2 separate regions of the Zea mays genome follow, and region 2 is linked to region 1. The links are chromatin contacts, called in public Hi-C maps. All regions are on one chromosome and are shown on one strand. Each heading gives the region's core, a stretch centred on a gene start, on an enhancer-like site or on the middle of the called end of the contact. The rest is flanking DNA. Distances are from core to core; before and after follow the strand shown. Region 1 holds the start of LOC100191624 (RuvB-like protein 1). Region 2 holds the start of LOC100383736.

Region 1 (5,373 bases), core at 2,703-5,202:
GGCTCTCCAATGCACGGTTAAGATAAGAAAAACATTCGATATCCAACATGTGGACCTGAAAAAGATAATTGATTAATTGATTTTTGAATAACCAGAAGACAGTCAGACACAATCAAGTTCAACAATTGTGGCACTGCTCCATTAGGCGGATAAAATGTTTATCAACAATGTGTTTCCTACTTTTTTTTGTTAGGACAGGACAGGTGGATTTTTCAGTCACAAGTGCAATAAAGTAATACCTCATCAATGAACAAAACACCAGGTACAAGCTCTGCAATTCCTTCATCGATATATCTATTTACCACCTGTCATCATATAAAATTAAAAACCAGCTGAAAATTCTTATATGGTTATCCAAATTTGATACTGCCTAAGAAACTAAAAAAAATGGTAGTCAAAAAGAAGAAAACCTTATTAATTTCTTGGCGTAGTTTTTCGGTGATTTCAGTCTTTCGTGGTTTCATCATCTGGCCCATAAGGGACAAAATATCTTGGCCACCTTGTGGCTGAGCATTTGCTGCATCAAGGTCATGAAGTGTGACATCCTGCATACATCGGTGAGAAGATTAGATCCTCTTCAGAACAAGAGCACATGAAGCCTCCATGTTGAGACGCAAATACAAGCATTAATTCTTATTAAAAATCATTTAGAAAAATATGCTCCTTGTGATAATAAACAATCAGGAAATCTAACAGCAAACTTTCAACTGTTTATTTACTACTCCCTGCGGCCACAAATGTTTGTCACTATGGTAGTATGGTATTTGTGCTGGTCAAACTTTCTTAAGTTTGACTAGATTTATAGAATATCTTAGCAACATTCGTATCTTCGAATAATTTTACTAAAAAATAGATTCAAAGATCTATCAAATGATACTAATTATGTACTATAAATATTAATATTTTCTTATATAAATGTGGTCAAAGTTAAATGGTTGACTCCTTGGAAAGTGAGAACGACCAACATTTGTAGACGGAGGGAGTATGTAACAGTAGCAGAAGCAGCAATGATAGAACCAAGTTAATCGGCTCTAAGAGATTCTTGTTGGTAGGACTTGGGCTGAGGGCCGATGGTGATGCACATAACCGTTTTTTGTGACCTTTATTCATGCATATATTATTCTACAAGGAAGCGACAGTCACTAGCATTGCCCTATGATTTTTCAATATTTGTTCTGGAAATCTGGTGTGACCATCTTATACTACCACCCAACTAGCTGATTTGCAGACCACAAGCGGAGCTTCCATTATAGAAGAAAAAGATGAACAAGGCGGCCAGCAATTTTGCAGGGAAAGCACATGAATATTTTTTGTAGCAAAAAATGATTGTAACAAGCTATCATCAACATATCAACTTGCAATAATATATTCTTATAGCTTTCCGCCAACATTTTGTGAAGGAAACTATTGGCAACAATTTGTGATAGGAATTATCGGTCAAAGTCGCATCTTGAGGAGTACTGTTCCAACAATGGAAATATTTGTTTTAATCATGACAACATTCACTAACAAAGAGCCACTGTGTGAAAAAAGATCGCTGCAGAAAATAATGAAATGTTAAGACTAAGATAGCATCAGAATGATACCTGCACAATTTCTTTTTTCTTATGGACTTCACCTTTGGGGATAGGAACATACTCTTCAGCTTCAAGATCGTATTCTGTAGCAAAAGAATCACATCTACCAACTCTTTTCACTGCTCCACTATTTGCTTCGATGTATATAACATCACCCACTGCCACCTATATCCATATGCAGATAATGAGTAACGTAAAGCAACAAATGAAGATAGCAAAATAGATACAGTAACCCAAAATGCAAATATAGTGCATTTTCTCAATGTTTGAGGAGCCACTCAGCACCAGTACATATGACAGCGAGTTAGCATAAAATTTTCCCAGGGTAATTTATCAATAGACAGAAGATTTAAAATGTTGATCAAGACATTATTTCAAGTAAGAAACAACTAGACTGCCCATTGTTATAGAAGAGTAAAAACTTGATTCAAAAGTCTACACCAACAGGATAGGCAAGGAAGCAGGCAGTTACCTTTTCCTTGATCAGAGCATCATAAATTGAAGAATCTAACTTCAGTTGCTTAGTCCCTTTAACAGTCTTTAAGCTGATGATTACATGGCTAATGCTTTTTGCATATCCACCAGTTGTACTCTCAGCCTCTTCTGGGGAAAGTTCAGTAACCTAGGAACAGAGCAACACTGGTAAATTTATTATAGACTAACAATGGTAAATTTATTATAGAAGCACGAAGTGGAACATCAGCTATCAAAGCGATAATGAAAACCATTGATAAATAAAGGAAATCACTAATGCAATTATAGCCTAGTATTCGTTTAACTTGGACATGGGCATATATCCATTGCTTACCTCTCCTTCATAAACCTCTTTGTTTTCCTTTATACGCAAACCTATAGCTCTACGGAAATTTTCCATCAGCACCTCAGTTTTCTTGACCTCCGAGGAGTACACTTCTGATCCTACCATAGGACAGAAAGGGACCTGCATTGTATAGTGATAGAGGAAGGAAACATTAGACTATAACATAAGTGCTACAGTGACTTCAGCAAGCGCATTTTATCGGACTGTCCCCTAGAACACCAATTCGGCAAGCACATTTTACCAGACTGTCCCCCCTAGAACACCAATTCAGCTAGTTGAACACAAAACTTGAACCACGCAGCTAAAATGACATTAGGTATGCTAAAATACCTCAAGAACTCTATGAATTTTAGCTAAACTTTTTGGTGTGCGGTGTGCCCATGCAGAGCTTCTTGTTCACCAAATAGGGTAATAATCCAAGATTCCTGGGATTGCAAGAAATGGTCTTAACTCTCTTGTCATTCTTGGTGTTTGGACCCTTTGGAAACATCGCAATGGCTGCGTTTTTGACAATAAGAGTCCTAGTGTTGCTGTTGCTATTAGAAGTGTTGGTTTGGAGATTGATCTTTGGGTTATGGCTGGTGCAAAGAAGTTGTCCTTGCTTACTGCCCCCATCCCAGGTCTCCCTGTTAGCTAGATAGCTGTAGTGCTGTTTTTGTAGCAGTGTTTTTGTCATGGATGGTTTCATTTATGCTTGTTATTGGCCGCCGTAGGGCGGCCTTATTTGTATCTTGGGGTCCTTTTGGACCTTTATCTCCTTAATATATTTTCGCGCAGCTCTCTTGAGCTTTCGAGCGCTTTCGAGAAAAATCTATAATAAACAGTCAAACAGAGAATTAAATGAGGATAGTCCATAGTTATCAGAACATATCCTCATGGTCAAATAGAAGAATTGAGTAGATAAAAATCTGGTACTACCAGTCAATATAGAAAACCAGTAGATTAAATTTGGCCCTCTTTCTTACAAATGTGCATACAACGGCAGGACCTTGGGGGAGAAATAAACCCCTCCCTTTACCACCAAATGAATGAACAGCTGCTTCGTGTGAGGACCGAGAAAAATGAGCAACCGAACGCACGGACCTTGCTGCCGAGCTCCTGGGCTATGCCGAGCGCTAGCGCCGTCTTGCCCGTGGCGGGCGGACCCGCAAGGAGCACCGCGCGGCCGGCCATCTTCTTCTGGCGAATCATGTCGACCGCCAGCCCGGCCGCCTCGCGCGCCGCCGCCTGGCCCACGAACCCCGCCGCCAACGCAATCGCCATCCCATTGGCCTGCTCCGCTCCCATAATAAGAAAACGAAGGGGGGAAACAGTGAGGAACTAGTACGCAGACACAGAGAAGCTAAAACCCTAGAAAAAAACAGGGCGAGGAGGAGCGCAGGAGCGGGCAGCTACGTCGAGGCCGAGTCCCTTGATGTGGGTGTGGGTGGCGATGCGCTGCTTCTTCGAGGTCGACTGCACCTCCTCGATCCTCATCGCCGCCAACGCCGCCGGTTATGCGCTCTCTGTTTCTGTGGAGCTGCCTCCTCTCCGGCTCTCCCGCCGCAACAAATTTGGGGGCGGGGGATGGGAGACGCCGCGCCACTGGTCTCCTGTGGGAAGTTGTATGTGCTGCCGCCTCGACTGGGGGGGAGTCTGCGACTGTGGGATATAGGTGTACATTTGTGCTGTGCCTAATAGGCCGGCCCAAAGCACACAATTTCTGGCACGACCCATATCTGGCACGGCCCAACCTAATTGTGGGTCTGGGCCGGCACGGCCCATATTGTGGGCCGTGCCTGGGCCTCAAGTCAAGCCCACGGGCCGGCCTGGCACGGCCCATTTAACTAAGGCACACCGAGGCCCACTAAATATAGACTCAGTATTTAACTTAAGGTCCGTCAAAGCCCACATGACTAGCATAACTTGGAGAATCTAGAGCTTCATTAAGCCATCGAGAACCAATACCTAGATATGGATAGTGAATAGTGATGATGATCATTGTATATGTATTCTGTATAGATGTATAGTACTCAATTAAACACTAAACAGAGAACTGAATATTATTTGTGAGCTAGTTGTAATATTTTTTTCTTTCTGACCAAAGGTTTATAATGTGCATCCACAAAACATCTTAGTTTTATTTTGGTCATATATATATTATACTTTTTGTTGATGTATTACTGTTGTATGTATATGGGCCGGTCTGGCACATTAAGGTATTTTGGGCTATTTGGGCCGGCCTGACACACATAACTAATTGTGGGCCGTGCCGTGGGCCGATGACTGGGCACACGTGCTGACACGGCACGGCCCATAATTAGATATGTGCTTTTGTGGGCCGTGCCTTTATGGGCCGTGCTTTTGTGGGCCTGTGCCGTGCCGGGCCAGGCCGGCCCACATGTACATGTATACTGTGGGAGCAAAGGGGTGGCTGGACCGGCCCGTCTTGGGCTGTTATTAGGCCGTGGGAGAGGGTTGGGCCTCTCAGCATTTATATTTAGGTCTCGTTTAAATGTCCTAGGTCATGTTCAAAGGAACTAGGATCTATTTGGTTGTGGACCAAAGAAGCCCGACCAAAATTTGGTAGCTTAACAAAGCTGGACTAAGCCAAAATTTGGCTCAAGTTTTGGTGTTTGGTTTGTGAACAAAATGCATTGGGGGCCAAGCCAAATTTTGGCAGCCAATTTGCTGGTCTTGGTTTTGACTAAAAATTGGCATAGATTTATATTGGCATGACCAAAATTTGACCTACAACCAAATACCAACTAAAATAGCTTGGCATGGCACTCTTGGCCTCTTAGACCTACATTCAAACACACCCTAGAGCTAATAGTTGGGAGCACAGTTTTTCAAAACCACGGTATTTCAAAGCCATGACATAAGCTCAGTTTTAAATAACACAATTTTAAAATACCACAATATCCGATACATAGAGGTGTTTAGAAACACAGTTTACAGCGCGTGTGGCCGAGCGATGGCCTCTTGAGCGTCGGG
Region 2 (5,907 bases), core at 1,840-4,339, 380 kb after region 1:
AATTTGGTATATTTGGTTTACCTGAATCAACATGGAGCTGTTCTTCTATTTGTTCTTGTAGTTATTCTTCCATTGTTACTTTGTTAATGCTTGGAAAGTAGTTTGCATTTGTCTAGGATCTGCTATGGTTTTCTATCTAATCCTTTGTTTTGTGTTTTGTCAAACTGTATGTGTATTTTCAAAAATATGGTTTTACTCATTATGCGGTTACTAATGGCATTGACATAGCTGCCTTTGTAGAGACAAATCCAATTGGACCAGTAGCTGTTTATGAGCATGCTCTCTGTTATGTTTCATTTGTTTTTATTTTGCATTGCCATCCTTTTGCACTTATCCACAAATAGCAAATTACACTGAATTTGATTGCGTTTCCTGTTTAGTTGTGTGTCATTACACTTTAAGTCATTTGCCAGATCATTGAGCTTTGCTATAATGAGTGAATTTCTGCCATGTCTTTATATTTTTTGTCCTCTTAATGACCAAAGATCAAAGCCTTGTAAGCTGTGAAGGCTTTCTGTGTTACCTTTGTCCATGACCTGGAAACGTTAGCAGCTAGCAAAATAACTCTGATGTTTTCTTTGAAATGTAATACCGTCTCCTTATGATTTAGGATTCATTCCCTTAAGCTTTAAATGAATAAAGCTACTACATCAGAGATAGTATTGACTTGGAGTTGGGTGCTTCCATACTGGTGTACATTTGGATCTTAGGGTTAGGGTGGCGTTTTTTGGCTGGGCCTTGTGTTTGGAATATCCTAATGAAACTAGCTTGCTAAGGACGACTAGAGTGTACTGGCACGAAAAATAACTAAACCTTTAAAGTGTGAGTTTCGTCGCGCGTTGTCCCCCTCCCCACGCGACCAAGCGAGTGTCGTCCATGTTTTATGGCAGAATACTTACTGTTGATTCATTGATACATCTCTTTCTCACTTTGTTGCGCGTCCACCACTCCATTCTGGTCATACTCGTGTAAGCATATATGTGGTGTCTTCATTATGACACTGGAGGTCCAGCTTAGGATTAGTTCTGTCCTTCCCACAGTTGTCTGTTCAGTTCTCTAGCTAAACATGATCCAGATAAAATAACAGGCATCTTGATTACTGTATGGAAGGCTATCTCAAGGGGAACCACCAAGAATCGAGGTGTTCTTGTGTCCCCATGCATGGTCTTCCGTTTTAGGTGGTATGAGTATTGACCCTTTTTAATCTCTGTTGCAGGTCTGCACGCAGCGGTCATGGAAGAGGCCCTACGGCGTGGGCCTCCTCGTTGCCGGACTGGACGAGTCAGGAGCCCACCTGTACTACAACTGCCCCAGCGGGAACTACTTCGAGTACCAGGCGTTCGCCATCGGCTCCCGCTCCCAAGCCGCCAAGACGTTCCTGGAACGCAGGTTCCAGGGGTACGACGACTACACCCCGGAGCAGCTCGTCAGGGACGCCCTCTCCGCCGTGAAGGAGACGCTGCAGGGCGAGAAGCTGTCCGGATCCAACTGCACCGTGGCCATCGTCGGCAGGAAGGACGACGGCACCGTCGAGCCGTTCGAGGTGATCGGCGCGGCGAGGGTCCAGGAACTTATCGACTCCATGGAGATGGAGGTCGCCGAGCAGGCACCGCCTCTGGAGGCTGCTGCTGCTAGCTCCTCCATGCAGGAGGAGGGGGAGAGGGGCTCGGATGACGCTGCTGCACCCATGGACATCTAGAGGGCTGGGATAGGGGGAGACTCATATGAAACCCGTACACTGCATTCCGAGTTCCAAAAGACTAAGACCACTTCTTTAAAAAAAAGTAAATTATGTTGCTTTGGTTTGGACTGACAATGTATCACGTGATGCGAACACATAACGTGTTGGTTTTGGAGGCCAGCTTGCCACGCATACTATTTGCAAGACTGCGAGTGGTTTTGGAGGTAAATTCTTCTGTGGCTCATTCTGTCATAGATTGGAAATGGCCAAAAGCGGATGATGTTCGTATGTCTGAGGGATGCGTGCGTGCATGCGTTCGATTGCACACTGGCATGTCGTGTGGCGCGTTGTTGTTCAGTCCGGTACATGTCATGAGATTGATGAGTACGATTCAGGGGGCTATACCCTTGCCAAAGATATATCACGAGGTTGTTGGGAGCATCTACTGAATACTACAGTATATTGCATCCGATTGTAGTTGGGAAACTGAAAGTGGTGATCTCCTCGTGGTTATCCAGATAGGGATGAAAACGGACAGAAAAATCTCTCGAGCCATAAACTAGTTAGACTGTAGTTTAATGGGCCTCCAGTTTAATGGGCCGTATCGGGCGTGCTGTATCGTGCTACCATGTCGGGAGTTTTAAGGCCCACGTTATAACAGAGCTCGAAAATAACATATTTTTCTTTTTTTGTTGCATATTTTTCTTATTTTTTTGTAACAGAACTCGAAAATAGTTTGAAAGTGGAGGTCGAGTTGGTCATCAATATCCATACTACATTATTTAAAACCTAATGTGGTTAGAAATTTAGGGCTAACCACCACACGTAACTTAGTGTTTAGAAATAAACAATAATTAAATTTGAATAAATATCTTAGTACTTATTTATATGATATATAATAATTGTAGCAAATCACGAGTAACTGGCTGTAACTGGCTAGTATTATATATGTGGTGGGCCAGATTAGGACAAGGTTAGACACAAACAGATAGTGTTGCGACGTAATCAGTTTGGTGGGCTATTCGTGTCTAGTATCATGCTAAATGGCTCGATGATAAATGGGTCACGCTCATGCTGCTCATTGGCTTGTACCTAATTCCAAACACGACCCATGATGAGTCTCATGCTGTCCCGGACACGATTACTATCATGTTGTGCCCGTGCCGTGCCAAAATATCCGTGCCTCCTATCGACCCATATAGCACAACATATTTGGTCACATATAGGTGAGGGTGAGCATGGTTAAGGCTATTCAACCTGTACAATTAAAAACAACTACTCAAAATTATCAAATTGACTAGGATGCTAAATGAAAAAGTGAACGATACATAAAGACATGTACAAACTCGAAAGTATAAAAAACATAAAAATAAAATACTATACGATACAACAAAAAACACAAAAGTTTCTTTTAAACATGAACTTGCCCGTCCTTTATGACAAGACAAATTGCTTATTTGATTACATAAATATTTGATACAAATATCAACATTGTTCTCCTGCTTTAAATAGAAAAGACATCAATGCTCTAATCCACAGTACTCAGCACATAAAAGTTCCAGGTACTCAGAAACATACAAGCAAGGATCTGGAATCACATGATAATGTCCTTCCTTTGCGATTACCAAGAGCATGGTTATTATAAGAGCACCGTCGTTACTATTACATCGTTCTCGTGGATGCACATCTGCTACACAGGGAGCGCTGCCACTATCCGATGCATTAGTGGGGATGCCTGTACAATAATTTGGATAAAAGAGCTTTTCGTGCAATTTAAATCGATGGAACAAAGGTTAGAGCACTTTCGTCCGTGCTGTATATATACTCCAGAATTACATTTAAAATTATGCTCTCTATTGTGCATAATTTTAGAATAATAAATTATGCATAAGTTTTTAGCACTCTTTTAGTCATAGAAGAAATCAATTTTAAAGGTATAACCACGTGTTATCTTATTAAATGTCAAAAGGGTTCAAGTAAAGCTCTCTATTGTCCATTGGTTTAGTAGAAAAACGTGTGCCATCATTTACTGAACCAATCGACAAAAGAGATCACATGGACGAGTCCAAAGCTTCACCCAATAACGATGGACGTGGATATGATGTGTACTGTTTACAGGGACAATGCTTCCGAATACAGCGTCCTATTTTTTGATTTAGTGTGCCCAAATGTTTTACAAGAAACGATGCAGAAACAAGACATTGATGGATCAGAATTCTGGCTTGGGATCCTTTCTCCGCGGAGAAGGCATCGCAATTGCGCACAGTGTAATCGTAGTCGATCAGCTGGGGAAAGGGTCATCATTTCCATCGTCAAAGAGACCAAAAAAATTTTCCAAGATCCAAAGTCAAGAACATGCGGAAGGAATGATGTGTTGAAGAGGAAACTGAGTGTTGTTGTTTCGATCAGAACATCTGGCTTAAGATCCCATCTCCGAGGAGACGGAACTCGAAAAATCGCACAGTATAATCAAAGTCGGTAATTTGGGGAAAGGATCATCACATCAAAAAACAACACCCAATAACGATGAAGAGCTGGACAATAAGAGAAATTTTGGCTCAGACATCCAAGGAAGGATTCAACAGCACAAGCTCTCGAGCCTGGCAAGGCGAAAGCTCTTAGGCGGCTACTGCGAATGTTGAGAAACAAGCCTTATCTTTCATCATCATTGCCATAATATGAATGAAGTATAGATTTAAAAAATAAGTACAGATATCAAAAATAAGTAAAAATAGGCAAAGCACTAATCATATCATAGTATTGATGAATGAATGTGATCACAGAAACCGGCTCTGTGGGACAGATGGAGAAGCCGTCCCCAGGTTCCTATCAACATGCGAAACAAATTTGTATCGGCCTGATCATAGCATCTCGGGTAAAAGCATGTAGCTACCAGAGACGTGGCATCAGGCCCAAACAACTTCAGCAATGAGAACAGCACGACGGTTCTGAAGAGTCCCTCAGAGACCCGATCTTAATCACACACCACAGCTGAAACACAGAGCAGATGCAGATGGGAGATCCAGCCTGACCAAACCACAAAGGTTATGGTCGAGAGATGGAACACCTGCAGCTGAGTGCAGCAGCTGCTGCTTACAGTGTCAAACGGCACTTCCTATCGGTAGGTCTTGTGATCTTCACGGGGGCTACGTAGCTGAACTATCTCACGAGTTCGCAGATGCAGCAAAGTAAAATTACTTGAAAGTAGAAAAAAAAATTACGCTGGAAATACAAAGAAGAAAATCAACAGGAATCATTACCAACCAAAATGTACTCAAGAAAGAGACCGCTAGGGAGGAGCTCAGAGAGTTGCTGGATCTGCTCAACGGAGGGAACGAAATCCCTGCTCATACAAGAGGTGTCAGAAGAAAGCGGTGCTCGTCACAGCTACCATATCCCTGTATGATCAATATGAATGAATGAACAAAACAAAACACAGAACGAATCGCAGGCATTCAGGAAACCATGACGACGGACGCGAGGAGCTCGCAACGAGACCGGATGCATCGTCGTCACAAGGCGAAGCGCGAGCGCTAGAAGAGGTGGCGGCGGCGGGTGGTGGCTTAAACCCTAGCAAGGCAGGTGAGCGAAGCTCTGTGAAGAAGGGTGGGTGGCCACGGACGAGTTATAAAGGCGAGGCCCCGCGAGGGAGTGGGATCGGGATCGGGCCTGAGACAGCTTGGGCCGGGCCGATTCTGTACCAAAGCAAGTATGCGAGCCCTGGTTCAAATGAGAAGCCTGGCTCGCTTTTCCTTTTCAGTGCTCAGCCCGCCTAGAAGACAGCGTTGACCCCTTGTAAAAGAGATAGATAATTAAAAATGTAACAGTAAGAATTTAGTACTTTTATATTAGTGAGAACGTAGATGGGTCATGGACGGTAACTTTTTCACTGGTAGAGATGGAGACCAGCTAAAATTATCCTAGGTTTAACGGTTCACCGCGTCAAATCAAGGAAAATGGCAAAAGGGCGATGGTCGCTTTATATAACCGTTCAACTCTCGACCAAATCTACACGGAGATCAGCAAGGTCAACGCTCTAGAAGACCCCTGGATTAGGAGCGGTTCCCGCTCTCCGCCCTTAGTTTGTTGTTGAATGAATTCCTTTTTCCCTCTTTTTTTTAAAAAAATATATATATGTGTGTGTGATGACAAGTGTCTTCTTTGTTTGTTTTTTTACCGGTAAATATTGTAGAGGAAACCCTGAAATTTTATTGAAGCAATGAAAG

The links. A called contact is a pair of places that touch in the nucleus more often than the background predicts.
Region 2: a contact with region 1 is called in a Hi-C map of ear, with 1.6 times the contacts expected there. The contact joins the promoter of LOC100383736 here to the promoter of LOC100191624 in region 1. A contact is called at or near these places in 2 of 25 Hi-C or Micro-C datasets (ear and tassel).

Annotation. Positions count from the first base shown.
Region 1 is chr4:247,716,331-247,721,703 of Zm-B73-REFERENCE-NAM-5.0, forward strand. LOC100191624 (RuvB-like protein 1) reads right to left here and starts at 3,953. Exons shown (of 12, transcript NM_001137053.1): 1 at 3,793-3,953; 2 at 3,481-3,669; 3 at 2,386-2,517; 4 at 2,050-2,199; 5 at 1,587-1,742; 6 at 411-545; 7 at 240-305; 8 at 1-55. The coding sequence starts at 3,873.
Region 2 is chr4:248,100,125-248,106,031 of Zm-B73-REFERENCE-NAM-5.0, forward strand. LOC100383736 reads left to right here and starts at 3,090. Exons shown (of 1, transcript NM_001176373.2): 1 at 3,090-3,998. The coding sequence starts at 3,280. The coding sequence ends at 3,558. It overlaps LOC111591495 (small nucleolar RNA SNORD14), which reads right to left and starts at 4,355; the gene lies at 4,236-4,355. It overlaps LOC111591452 (small nucleolar RNA snoR2/U65), which reads right to left and starts at 4,594; the gene lies at 4,451-4,594. LOC111591427 (small nucleolar RNA Z112) reads right to left here and starts at 4,828; the gene lies at 4,637-4,828. It also overlaps LOC111591436, the pseudogene LOC100856965 and the pseudogene LOC111591375.